Regions from separate parts of the Mus musculus genome. Here regions 1 and 2 are each linked to region 3. The links are chromatin contacts, called in public Hi-C and promoter capture Hi-C maps. All regions are on one chromosome and are shown on one strand. Each heading gives the region's core, a stretch centred on a gene start, on an enhancer-like site or on the middle of the called end of the contact. The rest is flanking DNA. Distances are from core to core; before and after follow the strand shown.

The links. A called contact is a pair of places that touch in the nucleus more often than the background predicts. Capture Hi-C pulls out chosen DNA fragments and counts their contacts.
Region 1: a contact with region 3 is called in a Hi-C map of uterus, with 6 times the contacts expected there. The contact joins the enhancer-like site here to the promoter of Arrdc4 in region 3. A contact is called at or near these places in 1 of 39 promoter capture datasets (embryonic stem cells), 1 of 484 Hi-C or Micro-C datasets (uterus) and 1 of 115 datasets of contacts at active chromatin or transcription factors (embryonic forebrain).
Region 2: a promoter capture Hi-C map of adipose tissue shows a contact between it and region 3, with 3 times the contacts expected there. The contact joins the promoter of Ttc23 here to the promoter of Arrdc4 in region 3. A contact is called at or near these places in 1 of 39 promoter capture datasets (cranial neural crest), 1 of 484 Hi-C or Micro-C datasets (CD4 T cells) and 2 of 9 other capture datasets (adipose tissue and liver).

What each region holds. Positions count from the first base shown.
Region 1 is chr7:70,329,011-70,332,213 of GRCm38.p6, reverse strand. The region is part of intron 1 of Gm29683 (predicted gene, 29683); the gene reads left to right. Among named protein-coding and RNA genes, the nearest start is that of Gm29683, 7.2 kb to the left of the region's middle. Within about 2 kb of position 1,758, at least 104 of the 459 cell types and tissues checked have an H3K27ac peak or open chromatin away from gene starts, as enhancers often do. A contact at or near this core is called in embryonic forebrain and uterus, where this site is marked.
Region 2 is chr7:67,645,776-67,648,795 of GRCm38.p6, reverse strand. It overlaps Ttc23 (tetratricopeptide repeat domain 23), which reads right to left and starts at 1,386. Exons shown (of 11, transcript NM_001168475.1): 1 at 951-1,386.
Region 3 is chr7:68,747,834-68,750,900 of GRCm38.p6, reverse strand. Arrdc4 (arrestin domain containing 4) reads left to right here and starts at 1,663. Exons shown (of 8, transcript NM_001042592.2): 1 at 1,663-2,132. The coding sequence starts at 1,835.

The DNA of each region.
Region 1 (3,203 bases), core at 509-3,008, 1.6 Mb before region 3:
CCTTCACTGGGGACCTTGAGCTGAGATCCCAGGGCTGGAAGGCTCCGATTCTAGCCGGAGCTGGAACCTGGTGGCCTCAACACTTGCGGGATGCTGCTACTGGGCCACAGTCCCTGCCTTGCCCACAGGAACCTAAACATCCCCGCGTCCTAGGTTAAGGTGGTTAGGGCGAGGGGGTAGGCTCCTGGACCAGCCAGGTCGAAGCGATGAAACAGCAACTTCTTCTTCTTCTTTTTTTCCCCCTGGCAGGGAGGAGGGAAATTCGTCGGAGGAGGTCGGTGGAGACTCCTCCTTCGCTCCGCCCGGAGGCAGCCAGAGCTCCGCTAGCGGTGCGTCTCCGCCCGCCCGAGCGTTTCCATAAATCAGGCCGCTGGCAGGCTGCTAATTAGCTCCGGCCGAAAAGAATGAGAGTTCTGTAGCACACGGTGGGTTGGGAGTGGGGGCCCAGTAGGTGGGAGATCAGAATTCCCCAGGATTAACGGGGGGACTCCTTGGGGGCATCTCCGCGCTCCCTGCCCGAGCCACCTCCGATCACCTCCTGCCAGCAAAGGCCCGCAAGTTCGGGCCTCCAGATCCCGCGCCTCCCGCACTGCGCGCACCTCTGCAGTCGACCTGGCCCGCCCACCCACGCCGAGGCCCCCTCTCCCACTCGCTGAGCATGCCTGGCGTTAATTAACTCCCCCTTCACCCGGTGCAGTATCGGAAGACTTTCAAAACTCGTCCCAAAGTGTTTCCTTCTCAAGCCTGAAGGCAGCGTTTGGAACGACCCGCAGAAAAGGGGGGCGGGGTGTGGATCTGGGGGAAGGGTTGGTTGCACCGGGATTTGAGATAACAAGACTTCCCCAGCGATTGTGTGGGTAGAGGGATGGGCTGTTGTAACCTCATCCCCTCTCCCCTAGTGAAAAGGCAAGACGGTCAGGGAAGATTAAAAATAACATTAAAGTTGGATTATTGATTTCCATGTAAATTGCCAGCCGAGAGAGCTACTTCTGTTTATTTTCTCTTTTCCTCCCCCACGCTTCTCTAAGCCCTCTGGGCTCTGCGCCCTCGGAGCCATTCCCACCCTCCTTAGGGACGAGACTCCTAGATGACATCACCAAGGAGAACGGCGGCCTCCCCGCCCCTGGCCTCAAGACCCCTGAGCAGAGATTGACAGGTGTCTCTAGCAAAGACAATGCCTTCCAGGTGTCAGTATTCCCGTTCCACCCCTCCCACTCCGCCCTCTTTGCTCCTTTCCCTTAACAACTCTCCTACCCACCCACTCTTCCTCCACGAGGCTTGTTCCTACCCCACCCCCACCCCCAACTCCTTGCTCTTTGCATCTGGGCACTAAGCTTCAGGTCCTGAGACTTAGGCAGGGAGCCGACGCCGAGGGGCCCGGATGGCGCTGGTGTTGTTTGTGCCCGAGGGGGAGGCCAATCCGAGATGCCAAAGGCTCGAGTGAGGGTCCAGGAGGTGGCAGGGCCCAAAGCGGGTAAAGGGTAACCGAGTGAGCATTTTCAAGGAGCCAGCTCAGTCTCTAGATTTCTGTCTTGACGTTATTCTCTACCCTCCACCCGCGATCTCTCCTCTTCTCTTCTCTCTCTCTCTCTCTCTCTCTCTCTCTCTCTCTCTCTCTCTCTCTCTCACACACACACACACACACACACACACACACACACACACACACTATAACAGACGCGAAGATAATCCCACCATCTGGCAAATCCCAAATTTGGCGGCCAGGCTAGGAAAGCAACAGCGACATCTCATCCGGAGAGTGGGTGTCTGGTCCTGCCCCACTCCCCGGAACTGGGGAAAGGGCGCTCGGCTTTGCACTCACTAGTCCCCATCTCTTCAACGTCCTTGCCCTGGCCTGGTAATCTTGGGTGCTTTCTCCTCATCTGAGCAACTACTTTGGGATTCAGAAGAGAGGTGATGCAGTTAGGGTTCTTCCGCCGAGCAATGAACTGAAACCCAAATTCAGCTTTATTATGTATAACCGAATGTAATTCATAGCTAGGTGGCCTGTCGTCGGCGATTTAAATCGCCTGGTGATAAGGATCGCACTTATTAGATTTCTTCAAAGACACTGGGGGTTTCTATCTCTCTCTCTCTCTCTCTCTTTTTAAAGGAGGGCATTTGTGCTAAATTGCCCAGTGCTGGTGTGATAACTGTCAAAAGTTTGACATCAAAGGGGCTAATATTATTCAGTTACCAGAGAAGCTGTCTGTCTAAATAAGAATATCTTAATTACAGCATCACAAAGGTAGAAAAGGGGTCGAAACTGAAAGGGGAGAGGTATCCAGCCTCCTCCTTTGATGCGCTATCTATATTACACGGATGCGTGTTCTTAATCAGGCCTAGTCCGATTTCCTTCCCTCTCCCCTTCGGTTCTCTGAACTTTATAACTATATGTAAACACGGCGTCACTGAGGACATAATCTTCTTGGGTTCTTATTAGAAGAAATTTCCATCCTCTCCCGTTCTAGATTAGGCAGTGGAGTCCGCTCCATCAATGAAGGGACGAAGGTTTCGTGGACAATAATGTGGCAATTGTTGATGGTTTGTGACCCATAAAATGTGGAGGTGACTGTTCTGGCTTTGGTATGTAATTATGCAAAACACTTTCCATAAAGACTTGCCATTCGATCTAATGGCAGTTCCTCTGGTCTATTTCAAAAAAGGGAGGGCCCATGTACGGAGAGAGGAAAGTAACATTTGTTTTAACACAGGTTTTATGGGTGTGTGTGGTATGGAGGGAGATAAATACAAACACGTCCTATCTCTGCCCAAAGTATTTTTTTCAGTCAAATTAAAATAATTACGAGGGGGTTTAATAAGTTAATCATAGCAACACGGCATCCAAACACGTAGAGGGGGTGTCAGCCCACCTTCTCTGGACCCGGGACTGCTTCATATTGGTGATTCATCCCCAGGGTCTGCTTGGGCGCAGTTTTGTCTCTGTCTCAACTTATTCAACAGGGCAACCTGTTGGGCTCTAAAACTCCTGTCAGAGGCTGAAACCAAGACAAGGGCCTCCAATGTCTTCACCCTAGTGCCTTGTAGGTGGAATATTTATTTGGCAGAGAGCATTTAAATATAGCAGTTCTATTTTAGGAATTATGCCCATCTACTCCCCCTCAGTACCCTTTATCCCCACTGTAGCAGGGCAAGATTGAATGAATGTCCAGGGCAGGAGTCACTGATTTGGAAAGAAAATT
Region 2 (3,020 bases), core at 137-2,636, 1.1 Mb after region 3:
CATATTGAAAACCCACAACTGAACTCCTTAATTCTAGTGACTGGTTCTTCATGTAAATTCCTGTGCTTTTTTTTTTTTTAAGTTATTTAAATAAAGCATTATTATCTTTTTAACCATGGTTTTCAATGAACCTCTTGCTGCAATCAGAGGCAGCTCTGTCAAGGCCGCAGCAGCCTTGTAGAGTGTTACTTCCCTCTCCTGTGCCTACTGCAAATCCAAGGGCTCTGAGCTCCTGATGCACGAAGCATCACAGGTTGAGAGATGGCTCAGTGGTTAAGAGCACTGACTGTTCTTCTGGAGGTCCTGAGTTCAAATCTCAGCAACCACATGGTGGCTCACGGCCATCTGTAATGGGGATCCGATTCTTTCCTCTGGGGTGTCTGAAGACAGCTACAGTGTACTTACATATAATGATAATAAAATCTTAAAAAAGAAGAAATATGTAGACTCTTTCATTGAAAGTCTCTGAGCCCCGTTTGTCCAGAGCCTTGGTGTGAACTTCTGGAGTTTTACTGTTTTATGTCCTCATAGGCAAATTAAGTGTGACAATATAAGAAACAGTTCTAATATATTCCCGAACTTTATATTTTAATATTAATTAAAGTACCTCTGAGAACATGAATACTGGATTTCTTTTTGGGAGAATTTATCCACTTGCTGATTCTGATATAGCATACACAAAATTAGGTTTTGCTTGGTCATAGGCAAATCCACTCCTTAATTTTCAACTTTACAAATATTTGCCCAATTTGAGTTCAAAGTCAACTGTAATTTTTCTTCTCTAAGCAGATGGCTTGCATATTAGGTCTGTTACAATGCACAGACCCAACTATCCATTTGATTAAAAAAACCAAAAATATGAAATGTCTAAATCCACATTAAAGCAACAAATAACGGCAAAGCACAACTTTTTTTGACGCAAAATATGATCCACAATTAATTTTACTTACCTTACAAAATTCCACTGATAACCTGGGAATTGCATTTCCACCTTCATTCTAAAGACAAAAGAGCTCTGATGCCTCTCCCTCCAGCCACGCTCAGCACCAGGTGTTTCCTCTGGTTTTCTTTGGACGTTCCTTTAAAACTAGCAAAACAAAACACCTGGAAAGTTTCCTTAAGGCTCAGTATCTGCAACTTTGTCGTAAAATCCTTTGTGAGTTTAGCGGTCCCATGGAGAGAGAGTCCTTTTCCTTTTCACAGTTCTCTTGAAAATCTGAGTTGCCAATTTGGCTCCCTCTGTATCAAGTTAAGGATTCTACAGCCTGATAACCACAGACAAGTCTAAACAGAGCAGTTTCGTCCTAAAAAAAACCCAGCATTTTTCCATAAAGCAACCCGGTACTTAACAAAACTCCAGGCCAAAGAAAGAATGATAGCTTCTTCACCAATAGGGAGTGGAGAAGAGAAGTTTGTCAAACTTTGTAATCCAATCCCTGGAAGCCAGAGGTGGGAATTTTAGATCAGGGGCAGCCTTTTCCTTGGAATTTTCTTAAAGTGGTATCGCTGACTTGTTGAAGTTAAAAGTTGCCAGAGATTGTAAAATAAATAAATAAATAAATAAATAAATAAATAAATATTTTAAAAAATCCATTTAGAGTCTTATTTTTTAAATATGTAAATTGATCTTCCGCAAAACAACTAAATTTCTAACAGTGGTCATACTATCAATATAGGAATTTTAACATCAATTTGGAGAGGGAGTAAAAGCTATTTTAACATGATTCACTTTTCATGAGCAAAATTTGGACCTCAATGTGCAAAATTAAGACAAAAACTAAGAAGCTGACTCCAGAAATGTTTTCTATTATTCCTTTTCTTGTGAACTCCAATTATTAGTATTATATATACATGTATATTGAAATCATAATTACATCGCTTCCCTTTTCTTCCCTTCTGACCAAGCCTCCCATGTAGCCCTCCTTTGCTCTCTTTCATATTCATGGCCTCTTTTTTCTTTAATTGTTGTTGTTAGTTGAGAGAGAGAGAGTTTTCAGGGCTGGCCATTTGGTATTGGTTAATCAGTTGATGTGCTTTTCCTGGGGGAATACTATTTCTCCTGAGCTCAGCATTCTTTAGTTACCTGTAGTGTCATATTATTTTTACTTACAGATAATTAGATAGATGGCTGGATAGTTAAAATAAGGATGCCTAACAAGAAGCCCCTATGCAAATTAACAAACATCCTTTTGTTTTTGTTTTGTCGAGCCAGGACTGATCAAAAGCTCATCAATTTTTTTTAAAGGACAAAGAATAAGGTTTTCTGTTTGTTTTTAAAAAGATGTATTTATTTTATGTATGTGCATACACTGTCTCTCTCTTCAGACAACCCAGAAGAAGGCATCCGAGTCCATCAGATTAATTAGATGGTTGCGAGACACCATGTGGTTGCTGGAAATTGAACTGAGGACCTCTGAAAGAGGAGTCAGTGCTCTTAACCCCTGGGCCATCTCTCCAACCCCCAAAGGGTAAGTCCTAATGGGGGGCGGGGGATGGATTTGAGACACCTCATGTACATAATGGGTTTCGTCAAACAATAGAGTTAAGTCTTAGAGGAAATTTTAAAGATCGAAAGTTGTTGCATCTCTGTGCACTGCATTTAAAAAAATGTTCACTTTTCTTCCCTGGTACTGGGGCTTGACCTGAGTGCCTCTACTGAGCTACGCACCTGCACCCTTTCTTTTTGAAATACTTGTGATTGGTTTCACCTACAGCCTCAGCCTTAGAGTAGCAGAGGCTTGCTGCATCAGAACAATCGGGTTTTTAGTCTTAAGGTATTCATCGACCGTCTACTTAGCCATACAGGAACTGCCAGGTTATTTCACCAAATTGTGATTGTCCTCAGTTATTTCTCACACTAGGGCCTGTTTCTTTTTAAATTTTTATTTACGAGGCAGTGCCTTCACGTAGCTGAGGCTGGCCTTTACTCCTGTCTCCACTTTCAGATCACTGGGATTCAGGCGTGCAGCACCATGCCTGCGCCACGCTTGTCTAAAGGTAGACACCACCTTCGGCAGCGA
Region 3 (3,067 bases), core at 414-2,913:
GACCATTATAGACACTGTGATCAGGAACCCAAGGGTAGTATTTCGGGACCCCCAGGGCTGGATTTATGGCTCTTTTTACTTTCTTTGAGAAGTGTTAAAGAATCTTTGGACACCCTAAAGCCTTACTAAAGTTACAGTGTTCTTTGAGGGTGTGACTCCTGGCAGGTCAACCATGCTGCAGTGGATGGCCTCTGCTCAAATGTATGAGCAGCACAGATAGAGCACCAGTGAGCTCTATGACAGCAAACCACACTTTAAATTAAATCAACAATTTTGAAAAGAGGACGTGAAGTTAGAATATGGAGGTAAGTATGCGTTTGGAAGGAGTTAGGGGAGGAATGGGGGTAGAATATGAGCAAATATACTGCATGCATGCATGGACTTCTTCAAGAATAGAAATATTATACAAATGAATAAATAGATAGATAACAATAAAAATGCCCGTGTTGATCATCTAAACTCAAAAGAGTGCAGTAAAACAACCTATACTTTCAGAGCCTTGGAAAGAAAATATCCTTCAGTTTCAATTTTCAATTATCAAACCTTGATAACAGCTTACGCACTTAGAATTTTAACGAGGGGAAATAAAGGATTACAAATTGATAGACAAATAATTACACATATTTAAATATTCTAGATACCAAAAGGCTATCTAGAACGGTGTGAATTAAAAAGAAACCAGCAAGAAGAGCTGTGGGTTTGGGGAACAAGTCACGGAGACAGCTGGGCATGTTCTAGGACTATGATCCCGGGGTTACGAAATCCTTTTGGGTGGGGCACTTGTGTGTCAAGTATCGATCTTTTTTTCCAGACATAATATTTGCACACTTTACAACTTATGCATGTATATAACGACCAAATAGAGTATTATTCAGTCAATAATGGAGTCCTTCTGTTTGCATCAGCACCAATAAGTGGCAGGTGCTGTTTTAAAACCACGACCTTATTTAGAGGCAGAAGAACCAGAGACGGAGTCTGGCTGGACTTCAGCAACCAGGAACAGAACTTCTCAGGACAAAAGCACTAAGAATCACAGCATTCTTCCAAGACATTGGCTCTCAGCTAGTACAGGAATTCTGTCTGAGACCCAAAGAGGTGTGGCTCAGAATCATGAAAGTTAGCAGATTCTGATATCTGCTTTAAAGTTCCAAGGCAGCCAGCATAAAGCGAGACTCCTGAGTTCCATTTTCCAAGAAACCTTTTGCTGGGCACTCTGCAGAAGTAATCTTAAACTGGGCCTGCTGCAGCCACAAGTTCATGTTCTAGTACAAACTACTCTAGCCTCTCTGAGCTGGAAAGCCCGCCCCCACTATAACCATAGCAACGCTGACACCAATGCGCCGGTGAGCCGGGAACCGCCCCCTCCCTAACAGATATTGTTTCCCATCCTCTGTCCACATGGGCGCACTGCCTCACTATTGGTCTGTGGCCCAGGACTGTGCCTTGCTCCCACCAATAAAGGTCCTGTGCACGTGCACTATGGTGTCTCCCGATTGGTGAAGCCCTCCTGATCACGCACCACCGTCCTGCTCAGCCTGGTGTGGGGGCGCCAATGAAATGACTAAGTGGCCATGTACAGCCAATGGGAAAGAAGCAGGTTTCGCGACTGGCCAATGGCAGTGCTCTGTAGGCGGGCCGTGTCAGCCCCTTTCCAGTCCCAGTGGGGTGTGTTAAAGAGACAGGGCCCCAGTGCGGGTGTTTCACCCGGCTGGGCGCTGTGGCCGTAGTGGCCCTGGGTGTGCGGCCGGCGCCCGTGACAGCAGCGTCGCGGAGCCGGCTACCCCGACCTGGGGCCACTGCGGATCTTGGTGGCAGAGCCGCATCGCCTGGCGGAATGGGAGGCGAGGCGGGAGCCGATGGTCCTCGGGGCCGTGTCAAGAGCTTGGGGCTAGTGTTCGAAGATGAGAGCAAGGGCTGCTACTCAAGCGGCGAGACAGTGGCCGGGCACGTGCTGCTGGAGGCGGCAGAGCCGGTGGCCCTGCGCGGACTGCGCCTGGAGGCCCAGGGCCGTGCCACCTCTGCCTGGGGCCCGAGCGCTGGGGCCAGGGTCTGCATCGGTGGGGGCTCTCCCGCAGCCTCCTCAGAAGTGGAATACTTGAACCTGCGGTTGAGTCTGCTGGAGGCCCCAGCTGGTGAGCTTGGAGATCCCCAGGGAGGGGGGCGGGAAGGGGCGCGTCCCTGGGTGCTGGGTGGCACTGAGGGAAGCTTCTGGAAGGGGAGTCATCTGCTGTCACGGGGGAAGGGCAGGAGGCCAAGCCTGTGCCCCTACCTGGCTTCTAGGAGGAGGCCAGACCCTTTTGTGTTGGTGTGTACCTTTGAACTTAGCTTCCTGCGATCTTCTAGTAACCTATTACAGAATCGTTGCCATGGAAACCCGCCATCTGACTGTCTGGGTTCTAGGTCCTTCCTCACCTGGAGGCATGGAAGGTGGAATTGGTGACATTCTGTTATGTGGTGCCCAGAGTTTGATGGCCTGCTGCTCCTGCCTGTCCTGGCCCTAGACACTCCCGGGTTCATGATGATTTACAGAAAACTAAATCTTGGGAAAAGGGAAGTGGTACTTGGGTAGTTCGAGAGAAGTGTCTCCTCACTGGGGAACATGAATCTCACTAAGAGCCATCCATTGCTGTAGCTCCCCTTCCTCTTACCTCTCCCCATTCAGAAAGGCCTTTGCAGACAATGCCTGCCATCTGGGCCATTTCTGACTTTTCCAGAAGTGCCCATGCATATGTATGTTGGGTTCATGTGATTGCATTTCATCATGAAAATGCTAGTAACCGTGAGTCAGTCTTCTCTCAGTGGAAACTATTGTAAACTTCTATCTGTCTGCCTCATCATCTTGGACCTATCAAATGCCTTAAGCTTACTACCTAGTGCATCGTATCCTCCTGTGGAGAAGTACAATGGTGTCCAGATAAATCCTCAAATATGTGCCTAACGAGAGCTGTATTTTGGATAATGGGGTGTGGCAGGTGAGAGCTCTACCTGCTTTAATGTCCTTTCCTCACTGTGGATTCCAGGAGTCTTTTCTCCCAGTGATTAATAACCAACAAGGATGTTAAAGGTG